Regions from separate parts of the Ovis aries genome. Here region 1 is linked to region 2. The links are chromatin contacts, called in public Hi-C maps. All regions are on one chromosome and are shown on one strand. Each heading gives the region's core, a stretch centred on a gene start, on an enhancer-like site or on the middle of the called end of the contact. The rest is flanking DNA. Distances are from core to core; before and after follow the strand shown.

Region 1 (6,085 bases), core at 2,938-5,437, 130 kb after region 2:
TGGTACTCAGTACAGATCTGGTCCAGAACTTTAGCTGAGGGAAAAACATCACACTACTGGGAAATCTGAATGTGATCACTGAACCAGGCTCTTAATTACTCATACAGGAAAGAAATCTCATCAGATACTCCTCCCGCCATTGTTAACGGTAAGCAGAAGAAGAAGAGTGAGTTTGCATAGAGTTACTAAAATAAGGTGAAATCGAAGCTGGCAACCCAGTCCCTACACTCAACATGGTTCTGTTTTATAAAGTTCTGGCCATTTTTGACACTGCCTATTTTTGACATCAGCATATGCTGGCTCTGCAGAATGGATACTAGTCAATTTGCCATCTCAGAATGTAGAGTAGAGTGTGGGGCTGAGACTGGAGTAAGTAACCGGTAGAAGCACCTCAAAGCCGCAGCATCCTAAACCGAGTTACTGCCTCTCCTGGAGGGTTATAACCCATTACCTTCCCAGTCAAATAATCTTCTAGTGCTAGTCATGAAGTCAGCAGCTCCAGAGTACAATGCAATGAGTTTGGAGATTTGCAAAACTTAGACCTGCCACTCACTTTATCTTCCCTGACAGGAAGCTCTGGTTAATGTCCCAGTGCCTTTTTCTTTTACTTGCTGCTCTTTCTTTCTGGAACCCTTCTTCCTTCCCAGGTTTTTTGTGGATTCCTATTTGTCCTTCAAAACTGAATTCAAACTAAGTGTCAACTATCCTAAAAAAACAAACAAACAATCTTCCTTGACCATACAACTGCCCTAATCTGATTTAGAACTCTTTAGTCACTCTCCCAATAGCTACAAATGCCACTCAGATCACCTTACACTGCCTAGTTAAAAAAACAAACAAACACATATTTATCTATGAGGAGCCACATCTTATTCAACCTTTTCCTGACTGAACAGGGCATAATGCCTGGTTCTCACAAAAGCAGGTGATTAGGAGCCCATACTTACATGCTTGCACAACCTCTTTGTACCTCGGTTTTCTCATCTGTAAAAAGGTATAATAAGACACGCCTGATGGGGTTATTGTGGAAATGAAACCAGAAAATGAATTGTAAAGTGCTCAGAAGAACTGTGAGCTCTTATTAAATATCTGTGAAATTAACAAGCTAATATAATCTTTACTAAGTCAGTTACTTACTATGAAATGGAGATAATCTTATTTCTCCATAGGATGATAGCAAACATCAAAGGAGATAACACAGCTGGTACTTTGAAAGCTGTAAAGGACTATTTAAAAACTGGCATTTTATTATTTTTACTTAATAAATTATATAACATTCTAAGCCAGAACTCAAAGAAGAGTCTTCAGCGGCTGGCTAATGCAGGGGTTGCCCAAGGCCTTACCCAAGCTGTGGGTTTCTTCCTTAACTTTCCAACATTGACCATAAAGGTACAGTCCCATAAACCACAAACAAGGGTAAGGGAAAAGAGATCCCTAAGGTCTATGCAGAACTGGACTGCTCTTTATCTAAAGAGAACACCAACATCCATAGAATCTGGAACATCCAGGGAACTGAGGATGTGCAGTCACTGCTCAGTGATTATGATCGTATCATACAATCTATGGAATTCAAGAGCCAGAAAATCACTGAGAAAATCTGAAATCACTTATTCTGATTCCCTCATTTCACTGAGAGGAAACTGATATCTGTGACTCCCAAGCAACTGGCCCCAAACCAAGGTCAAGCTAGTGACAAACAAATCAAGTCTCTTAATACGTAGCTTATAGGTTTATATACATTTTGCTTACATTGTGTTCCCTTTATCCTTTTGGAGGTGGTCTTTAGAAACAAACTAGGGTTAAAATTCCCATTTTAATCATTTATTAATTCTGTGAGTGAGTTACTAAACTGATCCAAGCCTCAGTGTCTTTGTTTGTAAAATAAGGATCATAGTATCTCTTAAAAGTTTGCATGCCTGTGTGCGCAGTCACTCGGTCGTGTCTGACACCCTGCGACCCCACAGACTGTAGCCCGCCAGGCTCCTCTGTTTGTGGAATTTTCCAGGCAAGAATACTAGAGTGGGTTGCCAATTCCTACTCCAGGGGATCTTCCTAACCCAGGGATCAAACCTGCATCTCTTGCATCTCCTGCACTGCGAGGCGGATTCTTTACCACCGTGCCAAGTTTACTATCTGATAAAAGGGGTACTGTCTGTGCATTGGATAGCAAAACCTGTGCCTCATACTCACTTCTGCACTCACTCATGTCCTAGTAACTACTGGGATGCTCTTCAAGATTAAACAATGCATAAAGACAGGCCATACTGTAAAGCACCTCTTTTGAAGAAAGCATCTGAGAACTGACACTTGCAAAATTTCCTTTTGGGACTGAAATGGTTAAAAAAAATCCTCTGGCTTAAAACCTGGCTGCACCAATGTTCCCACTTTCCACATAGCATGGCCTCCTGCGTGGCAGCCGGCACGTATAACGGGTATATAGTAAGGCAGTGTATAGCACAGTGCGGTACTATATCTCATGTTTGCTTTCTCACCTCTGCACTTTGCCCACCAGGTACCCTTAGGCTGCCAGTTCCAGCTACTGCTTTATCCTTTCTTCTCCCTTTCTGCCCCACCAAGGCTTTAAGGATATTTTGTCTGTGGACAGCTCCCTTTATCAACACAAGACAGAACTCCCCCGTGACAAGGGCTCTAGCTTCCTCCGGAGACCAAAGGCCTCTTGTCCATGTATCTGGTGGCTTATCTCCTCTGGTCAAGGTCCACCTTCTCCTCCACAGGCTCTTGAGCGGCTCATCTGGCCATCAAATTCTCACCCTCCGATATCTGCTTTTATACAAAGATGTGGGGACAGGACCAAGTTCTCAAGTTGAGATGGGCAGCCACCCCCACTGATGCCCTGACCCTCCCCGCAGCAAGCACCGGGACCAGGCCCGGGTCTCTATTCTAAGAGCATCAAATCTTTGCTGTTTGCCTTCCTGAGGCTGCTCAGTCCCGAGGACTTAGTACCCCAAGGGACCCGGCGATGTTTGCATCTGCGGCGGGATTGGGCCCAGGAAGGAAGGCAGGATGCGGGGACGGGACAGCTTGGAGCGCTCAGACAAGAAAGCATCCACGGTGGTGGCGTGGTTAGAACGCAGCGGGCTTCACCTAGCCTTAATCTCTGGATCCTGACCCCCTCTCCCCTTTCCCCTCACACCCGGGGAGAACCCGGAGCCACTTTTCAGCCTCTGAGATGGAAGCCTGGCACCTGGAAGCCAGGGCGGCGCACCCCAGCCACTCCGGAGTCCCCCGTTGCCAGCCGCAGTGACGGACCACGTCGCGTCCCAAGGAGCCGGCGGCGACGACGGGCACCTTTATTCCCTCACTCCCGGACGAGAAATGAGAGATGGGGGAAAAAGGAATCTTCGCGAGTGCAAAGGCGGAGAAGCTAGCACTTTTGCGGCGTCTCCCCAGCCCTATCTGGGAGAGGCACGAGGTCACCCCATTCGTACTGTCCCCGGGGGAGCTCCGGGCGGGCTGCTTATCCCCAGTAGCACCCGGGGCGCACACAGACGCGCGCGTCCTTCCCGACCGCAACCGCTGATCCGGCCAGGACCCGGGCAGGCAGCGAGGGGTGTGCGCACCACGTCTCCCGCGCGTCCTGAGCGGTCCCCCGGCCCCCCAGCCCGGCGCAGCCGGCTCACCAGATGGCCATCCTGCTCTTGGGGTAGTCCAGGCGCTCCAGGCACCCGAGGAAGTGAGGCAGCGTGTGCGCAGCGTTGCGCGCGAGGACGACCACCAGCACCGTGGGTCTCTGCAGGGGCGACTCGGGGAAAACCACCGCCTCCTCTTCGTCGTCCTCGGAGTCCGCCTCGGCGGCGAAGCGCGCCCGGCAGCCGCCGCGCAGCAGAGCCCAGGAGACGAGCAGCAGCGCCCAGGCCAGGGGGGCGGCGGGGCGCGCGGCCATGTTCCGGGCCGTGGCGGGCGGCGGGACGACCCGGCGCGGATGCCCGAGGCCGGCGGCGAGGGGCGGAGGGGAGGCGGCTGGCGCGCGCGCACTGGCACGGCCTCGGCCGCCGGGACCCTCCCGCTGCAGCCGCCGCCGCACCGCCCAGGCCCCGCCGCGGGCGCTCCGGAGTACCTGCGGCCGCCGGCGCTCGCCTGGGCTCCGGCTCGCAGACAGTCGTGTCGGTGCGGCTGTTTGTCCCGAGTCCGGCGGAAAGTTCCTCTAGTTCAGGTTCAGCTTGTACTGAGGTCTGTGGCTTTCCTCAGGGCTGTGAGGTGTGGCTGTGTCTGCCAATGGGCGTGTGAATGCGTGTGTGTATGTGTGTGTGCGCGCGCGCGCGCGAGCGAGCGTGTGTACATAACGGTACGACTCCAAGAAAATTTATTCTGCTTTTGCAAACCGCAGTCTAAAGTCCTTCACAGTGATGCAATGTATCCAGTTTTTCATAATGCACCTATTGACTAAATGGGTAGAGTTCTAAAATGAAAAGTCACCCAGTAATTCATTACTATGATAAACAGGCTTTTTTTTTTTTTTTTAACTTCCACGAAGGCAGAATATTTGTATTTCCTCACCCTCAAGCGCTCTTTAAATATATTTTTGACTGGGTAGTCTCCCCAGTAAGATCTAGTTGGAAGACCTGAAGAATTTTAGAGCCAGAGCGAACTCTTCAAATTAAAGGAAAGCTCTTCATGGGGCATGTCCTCTACCTGACAACTCAGGGTCCTGAACTTCCTGAAAGGGTGGCAGGTTAAGGACCAGATTCACTTCAGATGGTTTTCTTTTTCCTTAATGACCCAAACTGATAAATTGTAACAGACGGAAAATCTGTACATGCTGGAAGAGAAGGGAGAATAAGGGAGAAAGAAGGAAGGGTGGAAGAACGCAATTAGCAGGCAAAGTGAAAATGCTAGGAAATATACCATCAAAGGATATTTAATTTCGACCACAATGGAGGAAAGCTAGTAAAGAAGCTCTTTCAGTTCAGTTCAGTTCAGTTCAGTTGCTCCAACCTGTCTCTTTGCGACCCCATGAATCGCAGCACCCCAGGACTCCCTGTCCGTCACCACAAGAAGTTCTTTACTAGATTTCTTTTTTGTGTGGACTTCTTTTCTGGAAGTTCTTTGTGTGCGGAAGTTGGGGCTAAATTTTTGTCTCATGTGTGTTGCTTATTCTTGGTGTGAACTTGGAGACTTGACCTCTCTGGACATCAATTTCTTCCTATGTAAAAGCCTTTTAAGTTCCTGCCTTATTTTCTCATTCAACAACCATTTATGAAATTACTAAATGTCAATCATTCGGGTGTTGAGCGTTTGAATCCTCCTTCTCCAGAGAAAGGGGCAGAAGGTGTCCTGCCCTTTTTATCTGGCTGGGTCAGAGTTGGAGGAGGGAGTCTTGGCTGAATCAACAGGGCTAGTTTTTCCTGCACCAAAATACCTTTTGGGGGGCTTCCCAGGTGGCTCAGTAGTTAAGAATCTACCTGCCAGTGTTTGCCAATTGCAGGAGGCATGGGTTCAATCCTGGGTTGAGAAGATCTCCTGGAGAAGGAGATGGCAACCCACTCCAGTATTCTTACCTGGGAAATCCCAAGGACAGAAGAGCTTGGTGGGCTACAAGCCATGGGGTTGCAAAGAGTAGGACATGACTGAGCACGCACACACATTTTTTTTTCACTACTTGGATTTTTTTATTCCCTTGTCTTAGCCAGCCTAAAATCCTACAATATAAGCATTCATTCAAATTGACAAGTGTGCCAATTTTAACACTAAAACACTTGAGAGAAGAATAGTAGGCAATAGCTTTGGTATTCCTACATTTGTGTGAATTAAATCTGAGTTTCTAATCTCAATATCTAAACTGAGGTGCACTGTAAAAAGCTTTGAAGGGAATCCATATATGGAGCAAGGCACTGTTTTTGACAAAGCAAGTTCTGTGGATTTCTGATATCTGGGCTTGTGGACTCCAAGTCCAAGTAGGGAAAGGATATAGAGGGTAGCGTGAGAAAAAGAGCAGTGGCTGAAATGGGAAGGGATAAAATTAAACTGTGCCACTTTCAAAGTTTTGTCTAAGCTCTGGCCTGTATCCAAGCACTATATAATAGTTACCATAGAAAAATGTTTTTCAATTCCAAACACATTTACA
Region 2 (6,042 bases), core at 3,086-5,585:
AAGGGGACATCCAGGCACCGTTCAGTATTGTAACCACCAGCCATGTTTGGCGGGTGAAGGTTTGAAAAGGGCAGAGTCCAAATTGAGATATGCTATGAGTGTGAAATGCACCCAGATTTTGAAGACTTGGTACAAAAAAAAAGAATGAGGATGTGAAACATCTTATTAGCAATTTCATATTGATTATATGCTGATATAATATTTTGGGTATGTTGGATTAAATAAAATATTAAAATTAATTCCCTTTTTGAAAACAATTCAAATGTAGCCACTAGATATTTAAAATTACAAATGAGGCTCGTATAGTCTGTATCTGCGGGGTGGTGCTGGTTTAGCATATCGGCGTAGGGCCTTGTGGCTGGACTCAGTGCTACCCGTGATGATCAATTCTCCTGTAGCTTTTATGGGACAAAGTAACAAACCCTCAAGGAAAGCCTTTGGCCATCCCATCCGCATGGACACACCTGAGGAGGTTTAAGATAAAGAAAATAAGGGTAGCCTGGCTTTCTCCTTAAGTAGGTTCAAAGTTGACAGCTGAACCTAACATTAACCATGAAAGTGAAAAACAAAAGTGTTAGTTGCTCAGTCATGTCTGATGCTTTGTGACCACATGGACTGTAGCCCACCAGACTCCTCTGTCCATGGAATTCTCTAAGCAAGAATACTGGAGCGGGTCACCGTTCCCTTCTCCGGGGCTTCATCCCGGCTCAGGGATTGAACCTGGGGCTCCTGCATTGCAGGCAGATTCTTTAATAAGGATGTGCCAGATGTTTTGGTGATACACACTTGAGCAGGGTCTTTGTCACTTACGGGGACCCTATTGTAATGCCTATTATTTATTGTATCACAAATACAGCTGCTTCTCGAGACCAGAGAGGGGCCCATGGGCCCAACATCCTCAGGCTCACAATGACAGTTTTTTGGAGGAAATCAGACTTCTTCTCTTTTTGGCTCTCTCTCCTCATGCCTCCTGGGGAGAGTAGCTTTTATTCCTACGTAAGAAAAATCTGTGTTTTCTCTTGCTTTCTTTCAAATGTAAAGAAATCAGCCAAGGGATAATACGAAAGTCAGCACTCCCTTCTCCTGTTTCTCTGAGCACCCTGGAAACAGCTGACTGATGGGCAGAGATGAAGGGGAGACTTGGGCTGAGAGAAGCTTTTACTTGTACTTTTAAAAATGTTAGATTTATTGTTTGTAAACACTCAGAAGCTAATTTTTAATTGAAGCAAAGTTTACATACAATTACATAGATCTGAAGTGTTCTAGTCTTTGGATTTTTATAAGTATAATATATATATTTATTTAACTACCATATGTATGTGTATATATATGTTTATATATGTATGTAACTACCATCTATATATATGTAGCTGTCATATATATGTATTTATCTATGTAACCACTATATAATGTATGTATATGGTTATATATATGTATATGTAACCACCACTGCAAGTCTAGATAAATAACATTTTTCATCTACTCATCCCTTCTTCGTTCCCAAATTCCCCTCCAATCCTGCTTTAAGCTTAGTTGAATATGAGTTGAGCTAAAGTTAGCTTTCTAACCCCACAGGTTAACTTGGCCTGTTTGGTGAGAGCAGACTCCTGCGGCGTTGTCTTCTGTGTCTCCTTCCTCTGGCTGTCCGTGACGGGTGTGGGATTCATCCCACTGTTGTGTGTTTCAGTTCCCTTTAGCTGTTACGTCATGCGTTACATCATGCTCTGTCGTGAACACACAGCACTATCTTTATGTTCCCCTGTTCTCCTGTCGATGGAGGTTCAGGATGTTTTCAGTTTGGGGCTGTTATGACTAAATCTGCTGTGAAAGTTTGTTCATTCCTCTTGGTAAATATCTAGAGGTGGGCTTCCTGGGTTGTGGAGTCACTTGTGCTTTTTGCAATGGTCAGTGTGTGGAACTGTGGCCATTTCTAACCCAAGGTTGTCACCGGTGCTCAACAGGTGAGGGTAACCTTGGCCCAGGACTGAAAACACTGTGTGTTCCCCACAATTCCCTCGTACACATTCTTCCATTGGAGCCTCCACTGGAAGTGGCAAGGCACCCTGGGCTGCCTCTCCTGCTTGAATGGGGGAAGACATGGTGGCTTTGCGAGAGGAGCTAATGGGAAGAGTTGGTGGCCCATCCTCTGAGGGTAGAGCCGGGACTGAAACCCAGGAGGGCTGGCTCCTGGTCCTCGCTCATTTCGCTGGGCCATTTCTCCTGGGAAGGCACAAGACAGCAAGAAGAAGAAGGTCAGGAAAACCCTTCCAGGAAACACAAAGTTAAATGCTTTACACACCCTTTCATTTGGCTTTCCAGTTGACGAGCCAGGATAAAACTCCCGCTGTGATCCAGAGGGCGATGTTGAAGCACAATCTGGACTCGGACCCGGCTGAGGAGTATGAGCTAGTGCAGGTCATCTCGGAGGACAAAGGTAGGCACGTGTTCCGCTTCAAACCAGGTCTCCCCTGTGTGAGAAGACCCTAGTGGATACAGTGTCTATTTTAAATGGAACCAAGTTGGGGCGGATGGGTATTTTTATTTACTTACTTATATAATTAATTGTTTGTTAATTGTCATTGGAGTAGAGTTGCTTTACAATGTTGTATTAGTTTCTGCTCTACAACAAAGTGAATCAGCTATATGTATACCTATATCCTCTCTTTTCCAAGTGGGGGTTTTGAATTGCTCAAGAGTGGCGTTGTGTGGGGAACCATGCCGTCACCTCACTTGTTATTAATTCTCTCAGGCCGCCCCCCCTCCACAGACCTTGTTTTTTCTGCAGTTTTGCTGAGCATGCCTCCCGCGCATTCTCTGTAAATTTCTCATCAAGCATTCTTGTAGGAAGACGTCCCTCCCTGTGTGGGGTGGGGGTAGGTGGAGCCTGTCTGGTCTCTGCCAGTGGCCGTCTACCTCCGTTACCCAATAATACGTGTCCAGTTCCTGCAATGACTTCTCATTGTTTCAGTTAACCATTTATGAGAATTCAGCCTTCAGTTGCTCTTTACTCACTTGATTTTCAAGTAGCAAAAGCTTCCGATGCCAGGAGTGTGGAAGGTTCTTGACCTCACACTTATTGAAGCAAAGAACCAGTGAATATGAAATGCAGCAGTTTGCCGAGGAATCCATTAATTAAAGAAATCTCCTTCATGGAAACTCTCGGCAGATAATCCCCCAGAATGTATCAGTTTGTTAATCTGAATTGGGGTTGTCTTTGTTGAGAGGGCTTCCTTGGTAGCTCAGATGGTAAAGCGTCTGCCTACAATGTGGGAGACCTGGGTTTGATCCCTGGGTCCGGAAGATCCCCTGGAGAAGGCATTGGCAACCCACTCCAGTATTCTTGCCTGGAGAATCCCATGGACAGAGGAGCCTGGTAGGCTACAGGCCATGGGGTCGCAAAGAGTCAGACACTACTGAGAGACTTCACTTTCTTTCTTTCTTTGTTGAGAGGAGAAGGCAAACTGGTAGGTGACTTCTCTATGCCACGGCACATCCGAGAAAGTGACTCGAGCAGAATAAGTCTGCTTTCCAAGTGCAGAAGGAACAGCCAGTACTGTTGATTAAGGCCAACCCTGTTTGCTGACTGACCCAACACACTGACCAATGCAAGTGTCTCGTTGTGGGACTGTTCCCCAGCAAGCATTCCCCCTATAAAGGAAAAGAAAGAAACTCTACAAGATGGGGATTTGCAAAGGGAGCAGCTACTCGTACCCCACTTACCCAAAAAAATCACCCAGGGCTGTCATCTCGGGCCCAGACGAGAGTGGGCCAAATTAGAAAAATAACCTTTTCCAAGCGACGAAAAGCCACAGCCTCAGAGAAAACTGTTTTCCCACTGTCTCTTGGAAGTTTTCTCATTTGTCCAGCTGAGCCCGAGGTTGTGGGGCAAACCTTTCTCAGTTATATCTTTTAGTGTAGTTACTGTTAGAAACCTAAGCCTACAAAGCAGTCTCTTGGGTTTTACCACCCACATTACCCCCAAGCCAATGCAAGGTGAGACCCGGTGGGTCTGAAGATCCAGGAGTCCCGAAGCACAGCTGGGGCCCAGCTTCATTCACCACTGGGTGGTGGTGGGTGGGTGGCTTGACCTCTCTGGGCCTTGGTCTGTAATTAAACAGAGACAGTACCCTACTGGCCCCTCATGCATCATGGGGGGATGGTGGCAGGAAATAATGTACCCAAAAGTGGACAGTATTTGAAATACAGTGTGTGTATATATATAGCTGTGAGGTAAGTTTTACTGACCTCAGGAATATGTGGGCAGGAGACTGGGGACACGTGCACAATGGAGCAGAGTCCCTCAGAACCTGATTGCATCAGTCTTGGCAGTAGAACCTCAGTGTTTGAGTTAATGTTAGTTTGACTTACTCCAGTTCAGCAATCACATACCTCCCCTAGCTGCCTCCCTTACTCCACGAAGCTAGTTTCGCACATTTTACCTCTTTAATTCCCTCTTGATTTTTAAAGATATCCCTTACCCCTGAGTGCTAAAGAGTGTATACCTTCTTTTTAAATTAAAAATGAATTTAAATCACTTTGCTCGATAACTTCATATTATCCTTGGAACAGTCCTTGTTCAGAAATTACAGTTATCTAGTTGGGACTCATTGAAACAGACAGTTGTTTAAGTTTTAACAGATATGGCCTATCTTGTGTGGTTTCCCTTTAACATTAAAATGCAAGCCCTTAATGAAGCAAGCTCTCAAGTGGTATAAAATACTGACTTGGTTTGGGATTAATTTAAAAATGTTTTGATGTTCCAAGTCAAGATTTCTGGAAAGTGCTTTAGATTTTCTGCCTTTTTCCTCCATGTCATTGGATTCACTTAGTCTCTGAGAAAAATTTCATATTGGGTAGAAAGTGAACCACAGAAGGCTGGAAACCCCGGGCTCTGCTCCCAGACCTGCCATTGACTAGCTGTGCACCCAGCAATGTCTCTTAACTCCTCCAGGCTTCCGTTTCCTACTCTACGTCCTTCCAGCTAAAACATCCCACATTTGAGCATTTTGTTCATGGCTTGAATTTCCAAGATTTGATTCACACTTAAGTTTTTAAAATTGGGATTGGGAAATGGTTGGAACCAATTTGGTGTGACTGAGTGGTGGTCGTTTCCAGCTCCGTTCACATTGCAGGAACAAACGGCTATAATTCCAGCCATGAGTCTGGGCAGAATTTCCACGGTCAGCACTGCACAAGCTGACCACCTTCTCTTCCCTCATCTCTCTCTCTTTTTTTTTAGAACTCGTGATCCCAGACTCGGCAAACGTCTTCTATGCCATGAACAGCCAAGTGAACTTTGACTTCATCTTACGCAAAAAGAACTCTGTGGAAGAGCAAGTAAAACTGCGTAGCCGGACCAGCCTGACGTTGCCCAGGACAGCTAAACGGGGCTGCTGGAGCAACAGACACAGCAAAATCACCCTCTGAAGGCAGAGACCCGGGGCCCCTCGCTCGCCAAAGGCAGGGTGGGGCTGAGAATAGGCCATCGTGATCGCAGCTACCACTCAGTGTTAGAGGGTCGTTGGTGAAGTGGACTGAGGTTTGTTGAGCAACTCTGGTGTGCAGGGCACTATGATGGGCATCGTGGGGAAATCGGAGATGAGCTTGACACAGGAAGGATGACGGACTCACTGATTCTCTTTGACCCAAGATTGAAACGCAAAATTATCTGCATTTATAAATCTATATGTATGTACACATATGTGGTGTGTGTGTGTGTATATATATAAATATGAGGGACTTATGGGATATTCTGGACTACGGGAAAACAAATTTGCACAATGGCCTGGGAAGTCGAGGTCACTTTTTACAGGGAAACAAGGAACTGAGCGCCTCGTCTCACACCTCCCAAGTAGATGGAATCAACCCGAGGATTGCAGAGTGTCCTTTGTGCCAGTATTATAAGAAGTCCAAACTATTTTTATAAAGGGAGAGGATTACTTTCTCAATCAAGTGCCACCAGAAAAGAACCACTGTAGAGGTGGGAACTGCCACAGGCTGAATGAAAGGCCACGTCAGACAGGGTTTGGATGAGCCAGTGGC

What was found. A called contact is a pair of places that touch in the nucleus more often than the background predicts.
Region 1: a contact with region 2 is called in a Hi-C map of liver, with 2.9 times the contacts expected there. The contact joins the promoter of COLGALT2 here to the enhancer-like site in region 2. A contact is called at or near these places in 2 of 16 Hi-C or Micro-C datasets (liver and tail adipose tissue).

Annotation. Positions count from the first base shown.
Region 1 is chr12:64,525,485-64,531,569 of ARS-UI_Ramb_v3.0, forward strand. COLGALT2 (collagen beta(1-O)galactosyltransferase 2) reads right to left here and starts at 4,188. Exons shown (of 12, transcript XM_004013865.5): 1 at 3,642-4,188. The coding sequence starts at 3,904.
Region 2 is chr12:64,396,771-64,402,812 of ARS-UI_Ramb_v3.0, forward strand. It overlaps RGL1 (ral guanine nucleotide dissociation stimulator like 1), which reads left to right. Exons shown (of 19, transcript XM_042229196.1): 18 at 2,320-2,434; 19 at 5,240-6,042. The coding sequence ends at 5,427. Among named protein-coding and RNA genes, the nearest start is that of COLGALT2, 130 kb to the right of the region's middle. Within about 2 kb of position 4,336, at least 2 of the 54 cell types and tissues checked have an H3K27ac peak or open chromatin away from gene starts, as enhancers often do. A contact at or near this core is called in liver, where this site is marked.